Regions from separate parts of the Zea mays genome. Here region 2 is linked to region 1. A link is a contact called in public Hi-C data. All regions are on one chromosome and are shown on one strand. The core of a region is the stretch at or near the end of the contact, and the rest is flanking DNA. Distances in the headings are between cores, read along the strand shown. Region 1 holds the start of LOC109939172 (sugar transporter ERD6-like 6). Region 2 has its middle 20 kb from the start of LOC100304080.

What was found. A called contact is a pair of places that touch in the nucleus more often than the background predicts.
Region 2: a contact with region 1 is called in a Hi-C map of leaf mesophyll, with 3 times the contacts expected there. The contact joins the enhancer-like site here to the promoter of LOC109939172 in region 1. A contact is called at or near these places in 2 of 25 Hi-C or Micro-C datasets (ear and leaf mesophyll).

What each region holds. Positions count from the first base shown.
Region 1 is chr8:72,675,831-72,680,467 of Zm-B73-REFERENCE-NAM-5.0, reverse strand. It overlaps LOC109939172 (sugar transporter ERD6-like 6), which reads right to left and starts at 2,370. Exons shown (of 18, transcript XR_004851970.1): 1 at 1,472-2,370; 2 at 1,264-1,353.
Region 2 is chr8:72,921,147-72,926,138 of Zm-B73-REFERENCE-NAM-5.0, reverse strand. No RefSeq gene overlaps it. Among protein-coding and RNA genes, the nearest start is that of LOC100304080, 20 kb to the left of the region's middle. Within about 2 kb of position 2,413, at least 10 of the 20 cell types and tissues checked have an H3K27ac peak or open chromatin away from gene starts, as enhancers often do. A contact at or near this core is called in leaf mesophyll, where this site is marked.

The sequences.
Region 1 (4,637 bases), core at 1,121-3,620:
CATATTTGGAATATGAATGGTAACATAAAACATTAAATCATGTTTGTTTGAGTATAACCGTAATCAGATACCACACTAGAAATTGAAACCAATCTATTCAAAGTTATTACCGCGATCACTGAATAAGGAGGGGATTTTAGCCCCTCTAATCCCCTCCAGTTTTGTGGCTCTTAAACTAGCCCTTAAGTGTAAATCATTACCGTTACCATTTATGTTACAATACGTGAACCAAACATCATCTTAGGCTAAATGATTACATGGTTCGAGCATCTTTCAAAGCGTGATCCAATCACATCGTGAAGTGATAGCAGGGTAACTGATCCCAAGATTCAGTAAATCTATCACAGCCGATCTGGTCGTTAACTGATTAGGTTTCCCGTTACCACGGATGAATGAACAGAAAAAAGAAGAATCATGTAATCGTTTTCTTATGACGGACCAAAAAGCGCGTAATCTTTGATTCTCTTCCTTTGACGTGTGTGTTACCTTTACGCAACCAAACAGCATTTACTCTACTCTAGTTTTTTCTTGTTCAGGGCACTTAAGTCTACACTCTAATTAAAGAGGTGTTTCGTTCCCGAACTAAATTTTAATTCTTGTCACATCAAAGGTTTGAATATGAATTATAAATATTAAATATAGGCTTAATTAGGTTTAATAAATTTGTATAATCTTTTATTCTTTATTTGTGTAATTTGTTTTATAATTAAATTATATTTGTATCCGTAACTATCATTCAAACATTTGAGGTTAAAGGGTTAAAGTTTAGCTGGGTTGTAACTAGACACCCCCTAAATTAAAATTTAAAATTGCAGTTTCTGTAGATACAGTCTGTGATTTTTGGTTCCGTGAATAAAAACTCCACCGGACAAAACCACAAACCCTTCAAAATCTTATTTATGTTGGCATAAAAACAAATAATAGTTTACAATCATTTCTGTAGTCAGACAAGAATAAGAAATTGATATACAATGCCACAAAAGACAAATAAAAATCGCAAAAATAACAATTTATTGGTGGTATAAAGGTGTTGCTTGAAATCATCTTTAAAATTTAGGCATATTAAATATAGAAAACGTGATAAATTTAAGTAGTGGATAGTGGCCAGTGGTGCTGTCGACCCTCTCTGCACAGAGTCATCAAAACCACCCACCCAAAAATGGGCCCGAGCAGCATAGACCACGAAACTGACAGAACAATTTTCTGAGACATTTGCAAGGAAACAAGTCGTAGAAAAATGAAGAAAGCAGAGTTGTTTCTCACCCCTCTCCGGCCAATGTACTTGGCCATCTGGCCGCTGGCGATCGCCCCGACCATGGCGCCCACGTTGGACAGCGAACCGAACGCCGAGAACTGGGGAGGCGACGGAGCTCCATCAATTATTTGTTCGTTTGATTTTGAGACGAACGCGCCGAGCCGAGCGTGAAGACAAAGCTAGCGTTAGGACGTAGAAACTGCAGCCAGGAGGTACCTCGGAGATGGAGAGGTTGAGGTCCCGGATGATGCCGTCCTGCGTCGGCGAGGAGTAGCCGCTTGTGAAGCCGCACTGGATGGGGCCGAGCGCGACGATGAGCGTGCAGAGGAAGGCGGAGACGTGGGACTCGCGCAGGACGGCCCTGGAGGAGGTGCCGGCGGCGTTGAGGCTGGGCTGGCGCGACCCCGTCCGTTGGCAGCTCCCGCTGTTGGGCAGCAGCGGCTTGTGCAGCCCGCCGTCGTTGTCGCTGCCGCACTCGTAGCCGGCGCCGGGCGCGCTGTTGCTCGCCATGGCGCCCGCGCTCAGCGCCCAACTCGCGGCGAGATTTGATTTGTCTCGTTTTTCTCCAGGTGGGATTGGATGGATGGAGAGAGAGACAGGGGAGGAGGAGGACGAATGGCAGGAGACGAAACGGGGGAGACCCACCACCTCCATTGAATGGGCAAGCCGAGTCGCCGTCGTGAAACTCGTGATAGGCGGCAGGTCTCGCCGGGGTCCCATTTCTGAGCTGAGCTGGACATGACTACCAGCTCATCATCCACATGTCATGTTGGCCGTGTTGTTTTGCCGTTTCTCGGCACTGTGACTACTGTCACTGTCACAGGCGAGGCGAGGCGACAGGACTCGGCGTCCGGCCTCCTGGACGCCTTGCCTAGTCGGCGACTCCCTTCTCGCCACGGTCATTGCCTCCAGTGAGATCCCCACCTTCGCCGCCTCCCCCTCCGTTCCACTCCCTCGCGCGCTCCATCCTCTATCAGCAAGCAGCTCGAGACCTCCGCTGTCGACGCCATCTACACTTGCTTCCTCGCGCTCCTCTCCTCTGCTTCCTGCCGCCGTCCTTGCCCTCGCAGCCGCTGACTTGCGTACTGTTGGGTGCCAAAATGAGTGTCCCGATTTGGACCGGATGGTCCGCGCAAGCGCAGAATAAATTAGGGTTCTGAGTTTCCTCGGAATAAGCTTGGAATTTTGTTGGTAACGATCCAGCCCCTCTTCTCTATAAAAGTAGAGAAATACGGCCAATTTAATCAATCAATCGAACCCTCAATCAATACAATTTACATTTATTCTTAGGAGTAGTTCTACTCTGTTCTAGGTTAGTCTTACAATCTTCAAATTCTTCGCTTCTCTTCGACTCTACGTCAATTAGAGAAGTCTAGGTCGGCCTGCCGAGCCTATACATCACCTAGGATCTCTCCTCCCCGACAGGGTCCCTCCTGAGAGCGAGATCCAGGCGCCACCGACGATCTTCCGCCGCCCTTGCGCACGCGCGGACCGTCCGGTCCCAGGGCGCGGACCGTCCAGTCGTCAGGCAGGAAATCCTAGCCTCGCACCAGGCCGCACCGTCCGCCCCTGTGCAGAGAGCACCGCCGCTGGTTCGTGTTGAGTGATTGGCGCCCGAAAAAAGTGTCAACATACTTTTTGGCGACTCCGCTGGGGAACACACATCTAGACCTATCAAATCGGCCCTCAATGGCCGGTTCAATGGATAGTTCTGAAGTCTCCCCCAACAACATTATAGAGCCGACTTGGGAAACCTTGCCGGCTGACGAACAACTCCAGTTCGAGGAGCACAAGGAGCATCTGATACAAGAGGCAAAAGCGAAGTTTTTGGCTAACTTCAAGGTGGACAGGAACAATAAAGTCGTCCGACAACGGGCGACGGATCCGGCTTCGCTCCGACCCAATGTAAGTAATACAAACGAGCTACAATCTCTTAAGAATTATGTAGATGAACAACGAGAACAAATGCAAAATATCATAGGGGTATGCAAAACGATTATAGGAGACTAGTACGTGCATTTGATAAATCTAGTATCGCAAATTTTCCTTCGCACGAGGTTGAATTATAGGGTAACACGCGTAATACATCGGCTATAGGTTGTCACGACCAGTTACAACCCCTTTATGGGATGTCGATGGACACATACCCTGAGCAACCACAAATCGACAGTAAATCAAGCGATCTGCACATGCCCGGACCGTCCGCACGTGAGCGCGGACCGTCCGGGCCAGCAACGGCCGGGCCCATTTTTAATGAGTTACCCAGCATGCACCCGAGCCACAACATATGACACAGAATCTAAACTACCAGGTCGGACCGTCCGCATACAATGACAAACGGTCCGCATATAATCACGGACGGTCCGGGTACATGTCCGGACAGTCCGTACATGAGTTTTTTGAGAAGGATTATTACCTGAATTCTCACCCGTCCCAGCAACACTTCCCATCACACTATGCAATGCATCAGCCCATTAATACAAAATCCCGAGCCCAGGAGAACTTTCTAGCCCCGCCTAGAAGGCCGGAAAGAAACGATCAATCCTATGAGCCAGATAGGGTAAATGGCAATGCACCACATAGCTCAAACCAATGGGGGGAAAGACAACATGCTAATATCCAGCCAACCCCACCTATGTTTAACTAGAGAGTCGGTGGTCTCCCACCGGCTGCCATCGATATAGTGAGGGAGGAAATAGCCGGGGCGTTCCAAGATAAGATCGGAGTAAGCATGGTGTCTGGGGGGCAATCATATCAGAAACCTTATGACAGCCGATTTGATCACCACCCATACCCCCAGGGCACCAGGATACCCGAATTCGCAAAAATTTCGGGTGACCAAGAATTAGGAGAATTGGCCGACACAGAAGCATTTCGCGTGTGTTTATTTTCATTATCTTTAATAGGAACCGCGTTCGCATGGTACGCCACTTTACCTCCTAATTCTATTTTGTCATGGGGGGAGTTAGAACAAAAAATTCATGACCACTTTTTCTCCGGTGACTATGAGTTAGATTTGGTAGACCTAGTGGCCTTGCGACAGGGGAAAGACGAATCGGTTAATGACTATATCCGGAGATTCCGGGATACAAGAAACCGATGCTTCCAAATACAATTAGCGGAAAAACAGCTAGCAGGATTAGCCTTCAATGGACTATGATATTATTTAAAAGAAAGAATAGAAGGTATCCAGTTCTTTACGCTAGCACAATTACATCAAAGAGCTTTGGCTTGTGAGAGCTGGAGCAAAGAAACTACTAAAACAATTCGTCACAATGTGCATATAGTAGAGTGCGACCAGAGTAGCTCGGATGACGAATCAGCAGAGGTATACGCGGCTGAAATGGTTTGGCCAAAACAGGCCAAACTTGCAGCCGGTTCA
Region 2 (4,992 bases), core at 1,164-3,663, 250 kb before region 1:
AAATGAAAAATACATGAAAAGAGTTTAATATTTTTGTCTCTAACTCATTTCTTATCTTCTAATGCTAATGTTTTTACTAGAGATAACTACACTAGTACTAAACTACTATTTTTTGTTGATTTTATTAAGCAAGTTAAGTGATAATTCTTTTAATTATTAAATCAATGTTACATTTATTTTTTATAATTACTTAGCAAATAGTAATAAAAAAATCTCCAATTTTTACACAACCCTTCTCTTAGCTAAAATAACTTACACAAATATTTATACATTTTTCTAGGAACTTTAAATGTGGACTCATATTTTATATAAATATTTCAAAGAACTTTATATGGGTCTAGATTTAAAGTCCTTACAATTTTTTTGAAATATTTATATTTGTTATTTTAGCTAAGAGAAGGCATGTGTAAAAATTAAAGATTATTTTAATGTTTGCTAAGTGTTTCTAAAAAACAAATGTAAAATTGATTTAGTTAACAATTAGAAGAAAGAACACTTAGCTTGCTTAATAAAATAAAAACAATTTCAGTAGCATAGTTATAGATGTCTAGTAAGCACGAGGCCCGCGAGCCCGGCACGAAGCCCGCTGTTTGGGCCCGGTCCGAGCTCGGCACGACCCGGTTCTATGCGGGCCCGGGCCGGTCTGGCACGAATAAGCGGGCCGGGCTCGGATAGGAAACTAGACACGGTGGGCTAGCCCGGCACGGCTCGTTTACCTCTAAGCCCGTTAAGCCCGTTTTTTACACTAAAATATGCTTACCGGCCCGCATAACCCGTTTTTGGCCCGCTTTTTTCGTGCTAAACGGGCCGACCCGGCCCGTTTAGGCCCGCTGCGGGCCGGGCTCGGACAGGAAATTGAGCCCGTGTGCTTAGAAGGCCCGACCCGGTTTTCTAACCGTGCCTGGTGGGTCGGGCCCAAAACGGGACGGGCGGCCCGTTTGGCCATCTCTATGTATAGTAATAGTATTAGTTAGCGCTAGTAAATTTTTTTGGCTTAGAGGATAAGAAATGGAATAGAGATAAAAAAGTATTAAGATCTTTTCAGGTAATTTTTGGATTTTTAATAATAAGTTGTATTTTTTGGATTTTTAATAATAAGTTGTGACTCCTAAAATTCCAGAAACGTTATGGCACATATAATATCTTATTATGAATTTGTGTGTAAAATTATATAAATATAGATATTACTATATCACTGAACTGAAATAGACAAGGTCCACTTAAATCAATGTCATCTTCATAAAAAACCAACAACTTAAGTTGTTCACAGGGTTATTTATCTGATTTTGTAAAGCTGAAGATGTTAAACAACGAGGTCTAGAGGATTATTTGTCTGGTTTTATAAAGCCGATGATTTTAAAGGTGAGGGGACGAAGGAGGTTACACTATAAAAGTTGAGGGCTATATAGACTTTTTTTCCTTTGTTTTAGGGGGTGTTTGGTTACCCCAAACTAAAATTTAGCCCCTGTCCCATCGAATGTTTGAACCTCCGTTTCGGGTATTAAATGTAGTCGGATTATAAAACTAATTTGTCAGCCGAAAATTAAAAGACGAGACGAATCTAGTCCAGTTGGTTGGGTCTATATTTCATACTCCTATTTAAAAGTCAAACGCTTGATGTGACCCGGGCTAAACTTTAGCAGGAGCAACCAAACACCTCCAGTAACCACATAAGATAATCTATCATAAGCTATGTCAGGCCTGATCTACATGTGTTTCACGGGCCACGGCATCTTGGTGTCGCAACGGATGAGATCGTGCTTGCCGGGTAGTTGGCAACTTGGCATGCATGCATATGGGGATGCTGTATACTATATATGTACCTGACCTAGCTATACATGTTTTTCTTTCCTCTGGCCACCTTTTTTTTATAAAATGGACCACGACAGAGTATTCTTTGCTACTCTCTATCCCATAACAAAGTAGTATTCAGTTCTTTCCATTCTTCTTTGTTTTCTATCTACGTACAGAGCTACAGTTGCGAACACATCATATAAATGATATTTAAATATGTTAAATACTTGTTTAGAAGGTAATTAGCTTTAGTTGATTTTATAAGCTAACTGTCGGTGTGAGATTCATGCATGTCGTGTGGGGAGGGCAACGATAGGTGAGATTTCGCAATATAGTGTACTCCACTGCTCCGTCTGTTATAATTCATTTGACTTCTTTATTCTAAATTTAATCGGCTTGTTTTATTAAAAATATATAATTATTGTTGATTTTTTGTGGTATTGTTTAACATATAATATGGCTTTAAATTTTAAATTTTCTCAAAATAATTAAATAGAACAAGCCGAACAAACGCGACAAAAAAAAGTCTAATTTGTGACGAAGGCTTACTAGTACAAACAGTAGGAGTAGCACAGGGATATGTATCGGCGAGTGGGATCGATAGGCAGGAGGAAGAGGACGAATGCGATAGACGGGGCGGCGCGAACATCAGTGAACAGAAACCCCCATCCCCATCAATTATTCCAACTTCTTCTGGACAATTTTTGTTTATATTTTCGAATATATTGTTGTCCAAGCAACTGGCTGAACAGTGAACATCACCAACCATTCTTTTTGCTGCACGGCATCTTTTCTCGTATCGCTGATATTTGCTTAGAGATGCTAGCTAGTCCTAGCTAGCTCCTACTTACGACTTCCCTTGCAAAACGTTAGTTATTCTAGCTTCTCTTTTCTCTCTCTATAGAAATAATTTTTTACTCAATCTATCTCAAAATATAGTTCTTTCTAATTCTAGACCTTTTTTTTTCATCCACATCCGAATGCATATATATATAGGGGTGTAATCGGATCGAATACGGACGAATATCAATGAAATCATATTTGTTTTCATATTTTTATTCGGATTCGAATTCGAATACGGATAGCTTCGAATACGAATACTGTCGGGGACCATAATTAGGGGTACCCTCAAGACGCCTAATTCTCAGCTGGTAACCCCCATCAGCATAAAGCTGAAGAGGCCTGATGGGTGCGATTAAGTCAGGGATCAGTCCGTACGAGCGACTCGATCACGCCTCGCCCGAGCCTAGCCTCGGGCAAGGGCAGCCGACCCCGAGGGATTTCCGTCTCGCCCGAGGCCCCCCCTTTAACGGCGGACACATCTCCGGCTCGCCCGAGGCCTTGCCTTCGCTAAGAAGCAACCCTGACTAAATCGCCGCACCGACTGACCGAGTCGCAGGAGCATTTAACGCAAAGGTGGCCTGACACCTTTATCCTGACGCGCGCCCCCCGGCAGAGCCGAAGTGACCGCCGTCACTTCGCCGCTCCACTGACCGGTCTGACAGAAGGACAGCGCCGCCTGCGCCACTCCGACTGCAGTGCCACTCGACAGAGTAAGACTGACAGGCAGTCAGGCCTTGCCAGAGGCGCCATAGGAAACTCCGCTCCGCCTGACCCAGGGCTCGGACTCGGGCTAAGCCCCGGAAGACGGCGAACTCCGCTCCGCCCGACCCAGGGCTCGGACTCAAGCTCGGCACCAGAAGACGGCGAACTCCGCTCCGCCCGACCCAGGGCTCGGACTCGGGCTAAGCCCCAGAAGACGGCGAACTCCGCTCCGCCCGACCCAGGGCTCGGACTCGGGCTAAGCCCCGGAAGACGGCGAACTCCGCTCCGCCCGACCCAGGGCTCGGACTCGGGCTCAGCCCCGGAAGACGGCGAACTCCGCTCCGCCCGACCCAGGGCTCGGACTCAGGCTCGGCACCAGAAGACGACGAACTCCGCTCCGCCCGACCCCAGGGCTCGGACTCCGCCTTGGCCTCCATCGAACGACCTCCACCTCGCCCGACCCAGGGGCTCGGGCTCGGCCTCGGGAACTCCGCTCCGCCCGACCCCAGGGCTCGGACTCCGCCTTGGCCTCTGCCGAACGACCTCCGCCTCGCCCGACCCAGGGGCTCGGGCTCGGCCTCGGCCACGGAAGACAGACTCGACCTCGGCTTCGGAGGAACCACCACGTCGCCCGACCTAGGGCACAGGCCCGCCACGTCAACAGGAAGCGCCATCATCACCCTACCCCGAGCCGACTCGGGCCGCAGAGAACAAGACCGGTGTCCCATCTGGCTAGCTCCGCCAGATAGGCAATGATGGCGCCCCGCTAGCCCTGTGACGACGACGGCTCTCAGCTCCCTTACGGAAGCAGGGGGACGCCAGCAAGGACTCAATCGCTCCGACAGCTGTCCCTCCGCCAGGCTCCGTTGCTCCTCCGACAGCCACGACTTCACACCAGCAGGGTGCCAAGATCTCTCCGGCTGCCACATTGGCATGTACTTAGGGCGCTAGCTCTCCCCCCGCTAGACACGTAGCACTCTGCTACTCCCCATTGTACACCTGGATCCTCTCCTTACGCCTATAAAAGGAAGGACCAGGGCCTTCTTAGAGAAGGTTGGCCGCGCGGGGACGAGGACGGGACAGGCGCTCTCTTGGGGCCGCTCGCTTCCCTCACCCGCGTGGACGCTTGTAACCCCCTACTGCAAGCGCACCCGACCTGGGCGCGGGACGAACACGAAGGCCGCGGGACTTTCCACCTCTCTCACGCCCGTCTCCGGCCACCTCGCTTTCCCCCCTTCGCGCTCGCCCACGCGCTCGACCCATCTGGGCTGGGGCACGCGGCACACTCACTCGTCAGCTTAGGGACCCCCCCGGTCTCGAAACGCCGACAGTTGGCGCGCCAGGTAGGGGCCTGCTGCATGCTGACGAACAGCTCCCCGTCAAGCTCCAGATAGGCAGTCTCCAGCAACCTCTCCGGCCCGGGACGGTGCTCCGTTTCGGGAGTCTTGAGTTCATGTCCTTCGACGGCAGCTACGACATGATACTCCTTCCACCGCCGCGCGACAACGACAATGGCGGCCGACAACCCGCCCGCCGGCGGCGGAATCGACGACATCTTCCCCGCGTGATGGAAGAACAACATTCGAGCTCGCCCCGTCCTCTCCCCCGCCAACGGAGGAGGAGGCGGGGCAACCAAGGCCAAGCGGGAGGCCA